2 separate regions of the Sus scrofa genome follow, and region 2 is linked to region 1. The links are chromatin contacts, called in public HiChIP or PLAC-seq maps. All regions are on one chromosome and are shown on one strand. Each heading gives the region's core, a stretch centred on a gene start, on an enhancer-like site or on the middle of the called end of the contact. The rest is flanking DNA. Distances are from core to core; before and after follow the strand shown.

Region 1 (4,633 bases), core at 820-3,319:
CCTAGAGTCCCATGGTCAGGAAGGCAGAGCCCAGGCTCCGTCTCAGCTGACATTTCTTTGGCAAGTCACTGTGTCTCTCTGGACCTTGTGTGTCTTAGCTACAGAGTAATGGCATTAGAATAAGGGCTCTGTAAGGGTCCTTCCAACTTATTATTTTTTTAATGGTTGCTCTGTAAGGGTCCTTCCAACTTATTATTTTTTTAATGGTTGCCTGATGCATATAGACGTTCCTGGGCCAGGGATTGAATCCAAGCCTCAGCTGGAAACTTTGCCACAGCTGAAGCAACACTGGATACTTTAACCCACTGTGCTGGGCTGGGGATTGAGCCTGCACCTCCTCAGCAACCTCAGCTGCTGCAGTTGGATTCTTTTCTCTCTTTCTTTCTCTCTCTCTCTCTCTTTTTTTTTTTTTTTTAAGGGCTGCACGCACGGCATATGGAGGGTCCCAGGCTAGGGGTCCAATTACAGCTGTAGCTGTCAGCCTACTCCACAGCGATAGCAGCTCAGGATCCGAGCCCCATCTGCCACCTACACCACAGCTCACCCCAGTGTCGGATCCTTAACCCACTAGGCGAGACCAGGGATTGAACCTTCAACGTCATGGATGCTAGTCGGGTTCAGCCATGACAGGAACTCCCAACAGTCAGATTCTTAACCATTGCACCACAATGGGAACTCCTCAAACACTCTGTAATATTAACATTCTGAGGAATACTTTCCCTGAAAAGATCAGGCCATCAAGCCCTCAGTGAGCAGAGAAGTACGTCTTTCCTGTCTTCCTCCTTTCACCACAGTGAGAGCGTTTTCTGGAAGGGCTTCCACCCCTGTGCTCCTTTGGGATATCATTATAACAAAGATGGTGAAATACTGTTGTAAACATAACAAGGAATTTGCCTCAAAATTTGTGGTTTTCAGCTTTTCAGTGACCTTTAAGATAGTAAGCACAGCTATCAGTAAACCAAGTACTGAGTCTGGCACTATTCCAAATGCTTGGTGTTTATTTATTATCTTAATTATTTTTCACAACAACTTGAGTAGGTAGGTAATATGATCATTATTGCCCTGTTAGAGAAGAAGGGGCAGGCTTGAGAAGTCAAATAACCTGCTCTGGATCACATAACTATTAGGTGATGGGCTCTGGAGTCAAGCCTAAGCAGTTTATCAGCAGCTCTTAACTGCTGCACCAGACGACTGGGGTTCTCCTAGCAGAAAAGGGGATTGGTACTGTGTGCATTTTATTTCCTTAAAAAAATCATTTTTCAATATTTAAGATAAAAGGCACATTATGCACAGTGAATTTCCTCATTTATTCTATATATTTCCATATGTATCTATCCATCCATCTATCCATCTATCTCCCACTGTATGCCAAGCACTGCTCAAGCATTAGAGATATGGCAACAAATTCCTCCAGACTGAGAGAGTCAGGAGGAAATTAAGGCAACATCAGAAAAATCAGTAAGGGTTTATTATCCTGTGCCACCAATGTGCCCAGTCCTGCGCTGGGCAAACCTATAACGTATGGAGAAGTATCAGAAGACCCTGTGTAAAAGTAGACCACGAAGAGGGAGGAAATCACTTAGTTTGGTTGCAAAGAAATGAATGTTTACGTAGTGCAGAAACTAATCTCATTATTTAGAATCGTATTTTATAAACATCACAGATAAAAGGCTGCTAGAGTGGTGGGCTCTGGGTAGTGGAAAGGACTCTGTCTAGGGATGTAGTCATCTTTTACGCAAACAAGCGCTTTCTGAGGGCTTTGTCCGATAAGGTGGGGAATGCTGCTGAAAACCAGGTAGACAGGTCGCCACCCGCCTGGAGTTTATATAGTTTGGCGAGAATATGCCCGCCGTGAGTCACACTGCCAAGTTCTAGTTGTGTGACCTTAGTTAGACAAGGAAATTCTCCTGCTCATATTTTGTAAAAGAAATAGGGTCAGTGGGTAACACTCTGCTACTCAAACTCCCCGTCCAAAGCCGATGTTCCCGGAGGAGGATGGGCGAGACTCCCTGGCGATGCCCTGCGGAGAGCCTGACCGCGGGGGCGCGGCTCCCGCTCCGAGAGCGTTCGCGTTCCGAAAGCGCTTGTCCCTCGCGGCTCCCCGTCGGCCCCGCCGCCGCCGCCGCCGCCGCCCGCGGAGCCGGAGGAGGCGGAGCTGGCGCTGTCCCGGCTCGCGAGCGGGGAAGCAGCCGAGGAGGCGGCGCGGCAGGCCGGGGCGGTCGAGGCTCGGGCGGGGCGGCGCCGGCAGCGCGGGGAGAGCGGCGCCGCGGGCTGGGCGCTCCCGGCGAGAGCAGTCCGCTCCATGCGTGCGGGCCGAGCTCGGCCCCTGCGAGCCGCCGACATGAAGAAAGACGTGCGGATCCTGCTGGTGGGAGAACGTGAGTCCGCGCGCTGGGGCTGGTCGCGGCCACCGCAGCCCCTGCCCCTGCCGTCCTCCCTCCGCGCCCCCAGGCCTCCCGGGCCTCCCAGCCCCTCCGGTCTTCCCTGTAGGCTGCCCGCCGGAGGCCGCCGACCTCTCACCTCATCTGGGTCCTCCTCACTCCTCCCCCCGCTATGCCCCCGTCGTCCTCCCCAGCCGTGTCTTCCCGAGCCCCTAGCCGCCCGGCCTCATCCTCCCCGAAGGTCCTGTCCTCCTTTTCCACTAGGAATCCTTTTCTCCCGGGCCTCTGCGTTTCCGAGGCCGCCTCCTTTCAGACCCGTTCGTCTTCCGTGGAGATTCCCATGTCCCTGCCAGGCAGGTGCTGGGAACAGGCAGACTGAGCACTTGGGATGGCGTGAACCGGCTCCCGGGGAAGCTCGGGGGAGGGGTGCCGAACTGTTCGACTTGTGGGCAAGGTCAGGTGTCTCCGCGTGTTTTTGCGCTCGCGGTCTGCCCTCCCTCTAGGCATTGACTGTAAAGTATGGAGCGTTTTTTCTTTAAAAAAAAATTATTTTAGCGATATTTGCCCTTTGCATTGGAATAACTCCTGATACGCTCGGTATTTCCTCAAAAATTTACTCTAAACTTCAAGTTACACAGGTGCCCAATGAATGAATACTTATTTGGAGAGGGTCCTTCACTCGAGAGAATTATTGTTACCCTACAGCCTAATTTTCCCCATCTTTTAAAACATTATTCCATAACTGCTTGGTAATTAATTTAAAAATAATAACAGGCACACTCGTAGACCCAAACTGACGCCCAAACATGTGAGACCCTACCTCCTCCCTTCCACCCAGGCACTTAGATTTCACTTTTTGAAGATAATAAAGGGGACACGTCTTCCGTTCGCTGACTTGGGGACAGAACAGCAGGGACTTCTTGATGTCTTTGTGCGAGTTTCATGACTCAATTGGAAGGACTAAAATAAGAAGAGGTGGGCTGGGGAGGGCTGGATTGTTTAAGTACATTCGTTCATGCGTTTCTATTGCTGTTTGGAGGCTTTCTGTTCTAAACCCCATTCCATTCTGGAGTAGCCCCTCCAGGTCACTGTGATGCCCTCCTAAGGAAGAAAGCTAACACGTTTTTACCCTCTCCTGTAGTGTTCTTTGCTGTTCATCGAAATCTTTGATTTCCTGTTGTAGACATCTTCCTTTAGAATCAGAATTTAGAAGTACGCTTAGCCAGATACAGTTGACTTTTTGGTTTGCAATTGTGGATTATAGTTTTCATCTGTACCTACATATATATCTTAATCTGTGTTTAGTATGGACTTCCTTGACAAAGTTCAGGAAAATGATTCGTGTTGATGCATTTGGAGCTACGTAGGGAAAGTGAGTAGATGACCCGCTTCAAAAACTGACCCTTGGAGTTCTGGTCATGGCTCAGCGGTAACCAATCCGACGAGAATCCATGCAGACTCGGGTTCGATCCCTGGCCTTACTCAGTGGGTCAAGGATCTGGCGCTGCCATGAGCTGTGGTGTAGTCACACATGTGGCTTGGAGCCTACGTGGCTGTGGCTAGGCCGGCAGCTGTAGCTCCGATTCAACCCCTGACATGGGAACTTCCATACGCCCCAGGTGTGGCTCTAAAAAGGAAAGAAAGAAAAAAAACTGACCCTTCAAAGAAATTCTTTTAAAAGCAAACATTCTGTGTTTTGGTTTTAGTTTTGAATATAGGGAGCAATTACATAAAATCGTTAGTCTGTAAAACATCAAAATCGAAATGCTATACATATGTAAGATATATTGTCAGCCTTAGGATGTTTACGTTAAAATGTTAACAGTATCACTTATTTAGAAAGACATAAAGACTTAAAAATCTGTTAGAAAAATCACCACCTGGAGTTTGCTTGCGATGCAACGGGTTAAGGATCAGATGCAACCAGTTAAGGATCAGGTGTTGTCACTGCAGCGGCTTGCGTTGCTGCTGTGGCATGGGTTTGATTCCTGGCCCAGAAACTCCATATGCCCTGGGTGTGGCCAAAAAAAAAAAAGAAAGAAAAACTACAACTTATATTATGCAGAAATGAGAGCAAAAAAAATTGAATAAAAGTGTATATGTGAGAGTTTTTTGATAGGGAGAAACTTGACACAAGAGAAAGCCTTAGTGTTTTTTTGTTTGTTTCGATTTTTAGGGCCGAACCCTTGGAATATGGAGGTTTCCAAGCTAGGGGTCGAATCAGAGCTACAGCTGCCAGCCTATGCCACAGC
Region 2 (4,633 bases), core at 1,125-3,624, 140 kb before region 1:
TGAACATTTGTGTCCGAGTCTTTTTTGTTTTTTGTTTTTTTTTAGGGCTGCACCCTTGGCATATGGATGTTTCCAGGCTAGGGGCTGAATTGGATCTGTAGCCATAGGCCTATACCACAGCCACAGGAACCCCAGATCTGAGTTGCATCTGAGACCTACGCCACAGCTTGCAGCGACGCTTGGTCCTTCAACCCACTGAGGGAGGCCAGGAATACTAATCAGGTTCTTAACCTGCTGAGCCACAATGGGAACTCCCCTAACACATTTTGCTTTATTTATCACAGCATGAAGTGGCTTGATATGGGATGTCAGCTCCCAGACCAAGGATGGAACCCAGGTCGCAGGGGTGAAAGCGCCAAACCCTAACCACTAGACCACCAGTGACCCTAACACATTTAAATGCTGTTATTTGGAAGAATAAAAAGCACTAGAGACATACCCTATAATCCAGCAATTACATGTGTTCAAGGAGACAAGAATTTTCATTGACTCATGGATAACAGAAAATAGAACTTCAATTGTCCTTACTAAGGAAATGGATCTATAAAATGTGCATAGTTGATCCTGCTGAATAGGGAACTATGTCTGGTCATTTATGGAGCATGATAATGTGAGAAAAAAGAATGTATGCTTGTATGTGTAACTGGGTCACCTTGCTGTACAGTAGAAAATTGACGGAACACTGTAAACCAGCTATAATGGAAAAAATAAAAATCATTATAAAATAAAACGTGCATCATTGGGTCAAATGCTCAGGTATGAAAGGGAATGAATCAGGCCTGAATGTATCATGGATTGACAGCTTTGGAAAACTGAAGAATGAAAAAAAGTAAATTGCTAAGTGATGTTTACATTGTTACTCTTTTTTTTTCCCCCAGTAGTGTGCAGGGACTTGCTGTGGGATCTTAGTTCCCAGACCAGGGATGGAACTAGGGCCAAAGCAGTAAAAGCACCTAATCCCAACCATTAGACCATCAGGAACGCCCCTATATTGCTAACTTTCATGTAAAGGAAGACAAAATGAAAGGCTTTTCTATGGATACATATACGTTCGTAAAAGTATTAATAAAGGCTGCAGTGGTATCCACGGAATAGGTGATATTGGCTACCTTTAGAGTGAAGAGACTGAGTTTTGGGGTGGAAATCAAGGACACTTTCAGATTTTTTTCTGTAATTTTCTAATTGATTTTTCCTCCTTTTCCTCCTCCCTGCTCTTGCTCCTCCTTTTTCTCATTCTCCTCTCCCTCCTCCTTGAGTGGTTGGTGTTCCCATACCCAGTGGGTTATTAAAAAAACAAACCATAACAACAAAAGAGTTTATATTTAGTGCAATCTCCCTAAAAACCACATCCAAGGCAAATAATTTTCAAAGGAAAAGTAACTACCATTTATTTCATCGGAAAAATTTGTACCCTTCATGTTGTCCAGACATAAACCATACACACAGACAATAATGTGAACAGTTAAAATCAGTTTGCATAACCCGACCTAACAAGGTGGCTTCCCGTTAATATTTGATAGGTACATTTACCTGTTTTGTTTCAGCCCTTACATATCCTGCAGATAAAACTATGGACTCAAAGAAAATAAACATACTCTTGTATATTGCAAGTTTAATGTAAAAAAGCAAAGTAAGGCAAATTCATGAAAACAATGAAAATGACGTATGAGATTATCATCACTACAAACTAGCAAACTACAGGTACCCTGCGACAGCTGGAACACACGCCAGCCAGCTGAGGCCATGAACTTGGGCTCCTGGCTTCTTGCTAGGACGAAATCCATGGGAAAAAATGCCTCCTGAGCTCAATTAGGGGTAAAGGTCAATTCTCGGACCCCTAGTAGGTAGCGAGGTAGGTCGCTTGCCAAAGTAACATTTTAAGTCGTGTGGAAGGAGTGTAATCAACAGCTATTCCCTTTCCTGTATTTTTCGAATTTACACTTAAATGGGACTAGTCTAGGTCGTCAAAAGTCTAGGGTTTTAATTCTGCCACCAACGGACTTTAGTCAAATCACATTCTCATCCGTGAAACTGGGGTGAGGAGTTTGAATCTCCAAAATCTCCGTTACTTTTACTTGTTTTTCAGCCGAACAGGTGGAATATGGACGTTTCGGGGCCAGGGATGGAATCCCAGCCGCAGCTGAGACGTACCCCACATACTCTGTATTTTGCAGCTACGGCCAGGCGAGATCCTTAGCCTATTGCGCCCGACAGGGGGATCGAACCGCTACTCATCAGCGACCAGAGCGGTTGCGGAAAACAACGATCCCAGCTACGTTTAGAGCCAAATGAATAATCCCGCCTCCGGCAGTTTCGCCTAAGAACCATTTTGGCCTTCTCGGCTCACCGTCCGCGCAGCCTCCGGAAGCGATCTAAGCTCCGCCCCCTGCGCTCCGGACGGCGCGAAAACCCAATTGACAAGAATTCCCTGGGAAGCCCGCGGGTTGGGTCTACGTTTGGCCTGGTTTTCCCTCCGAGGTCCTGGGCCCGACGTCGGAATTGGAGTGTCCTCGTTGGAGGTACCCCCCACCGACCGCGCTACAGGGTCCTCTTCGCGCTTTCTCACCACCTCTTCCCGCGTTCGAGTCAGCTGAGCTCTCGGCCCAGCCTTTGCGACCACCCGGGCGGTGGACGCGGGGGGTTCCAGGCAGACCCCGCGGCCCAGCTTCTTGCTCCCGTTGGAGCAGGCTGCCTCCATGGCCTCCAGACAGGTCGGACCGGGCTGCGTAAGGTCCTAGGAGCTGGGATTCCGGGAAGCAGGGAGCATGGTGGGGTCCTGGCCATGGCGGCTGCAGCTGCCACCCCTCCGGTGAGGGATTACGAGATTGAGGTGAGCTTGAGTATCTCTATTTGTTGGAGGTGGGTGAAAGAGGGTTCTGATCTAGGATCTATGAGGGGAAAGAAGGGACCTGGTGAGGCCCCTTTGTTGTGTCTTTGGGTGGAACAGTCGCTGGAGTGTGTCCTAAAGCCGCGGTAGGTACCCATAAACATTAGGATTGAGGATGTTGAGGGGCCTAGTTAAGGACCAGTTTATAGATCCTGAAATGTTCCTGAAACTTGATAATTTGGACTAGTGAAATGTCATGGAGTCTTCCAGGGTCAAGTCTGGATAAGGAATCACAGAACTTTAGCGTGGAAAAGAATCTTTTTGTCCACCCACCTGTGCTAGGAATAGCACTTGGTGTGTCACTACAGGAATCAAACAAGGTACATAATTTAAAAATCACTTTCTCATTGCTCTAGAACTTAAGATACTGCAGGAAGAAGTCTCAGCTTGGTATGCTGTTTATTCTTATGTGTTCTAGTTTCAGTGAAATGCACTAAAGAGATTCTAATGTCATAAAGTAGTGGAGTATCATCAAGTAGACAATTTTGCTATATTTTCACACCTTTTCATCCCAAGCTAGCCTTGTAACTGACATATGCATACTGGTGTCATTGAAGTGAGCCAAGACATAGGTTCACTCACTGAACTGGGACTGTTTCTTACTTTTTAGTATTGAGTACTTTTGGGAGTTCCTGTTGTGGCTCAGTGGTAATGAACCTGTCTAGTGTCCATGGGGTTGCAGGTTCAATTCCTGGCCTTGCTCAGTGGGTTAAGGATCTGGCATGGCTGTGGCTGTGGTGTAGGCTGGCAGCTGCAGCTCCAGTTTGACCTCTGGCCCGGGAACTTTCATTTGCTGTAGGTGCGGCCCTAAAAAGCAAAAATAAATAAATAGAATTGAGTACTTTTTGCCTTCTTGTTAATATTTGTTATGCAGATGCTTGTTTGCTGGATCAAGGCAGTTGCTGGGTTTGTCTTGGGTGTGAAGAATTTTTGATAACTTGAATTACGCAATTCTTGCTTTTTGTTTGGTCAGTTTCTGAATCTTTTTGTTACAATTTCTTCTTTTGGTGCCCTGCTTAGAGTACTATTTCAGGGCACCAAATATTGTTTAGTATTGTGACAGTAAAGGCCTTATACACATTATTTTACCTAATAGCAATCCTGTGTTGAGGTGTTATTATCTGTATTCTAAAGATGAGAGAAAGTTAAGAATTAAAAGTTGAATTAAGGTAGAAAAATAAATTAGAAAATTAAAAGTAATTTGCTTAGGGTCCCATGCTGGTAGCTTTCAGAGCCAGCACTCAAACTTAGATCTGCTTGACTCCAGAGCCTCTGGTACCATCTCAGGATAATAATAATACTAACAACTCATTAGCATTTCTTCTAATACATTTACCATTTCATTTTAAGATGTAAAGTTTTAATCTGTCTCTCTTTTGCCTCATGTTTATCCAAATGGTTAGAAATTTGCCCCAATGCTATGTATTAACTTCTTTGCCCACTAACTTGAGTGTAACTATTGTTACATTTATATATACCAAAGTCTTAAATATACATGTATCCTTTTCTAGTTTTTGTGTCCATTCTGTTAAGTTGCCTGCCTATTCATGTCACACATTCTTTCTTTTTCTTTTTTTTTTTTTTTTTTTGGTCTTTTTAGGACTACCCACGGGATATGGGGGTTCCCAGGCTAGGGACTGAATCAGAGCTGTAGTCACTGGCCTACACCACAGCCACAGCAATGCCAGATCTGAGCCATATCTGTGATCTACACCACAGCTCACAGCAACACTGGATCCTTAACCC

What was found. HiChIP or PLAC-seq counts read pairs in DNA pulled down with a chosen protein or histone mark.
Region 2: a contact with region 1 is called in an H3K27ac HiChIP or PLAC-seq map of alveolar macrophages. The contact joins the promoter of ATAD5 here to the promoter of RHOT1 in region 1. A contact is called at or near these places in 1 of 5 promoter capture datasets (liver) and 1 of 2 datasets of contacts at active chromatin or transcription factors (alveolar macrophages).

The regions. Positions count from the first base shown.
Region 1 is chr12:42,780,907-42,785,539 of Sscrofa11.1, reverse strand. It overlaps RHOT1 (mitochondrial Rho GTPase 1), which reads left to right and starts at 2,069. Exons shown (of 20, transcript XM_013989961.2): 1 at 2,069-2,378. The coding sequence starts at 2,303.
Region 2 is chr12:42,918,179-42,922,811 of Sscrofa11.1, reverse strand. ATAD5 (ATPase family AAA domain-containing protein 5) reads left to right here and starts at 2,374. Exons shown (of 23, transcript XM_021067456.1): 1 at 2,374-2,830. The coding sequence starts at 2,783.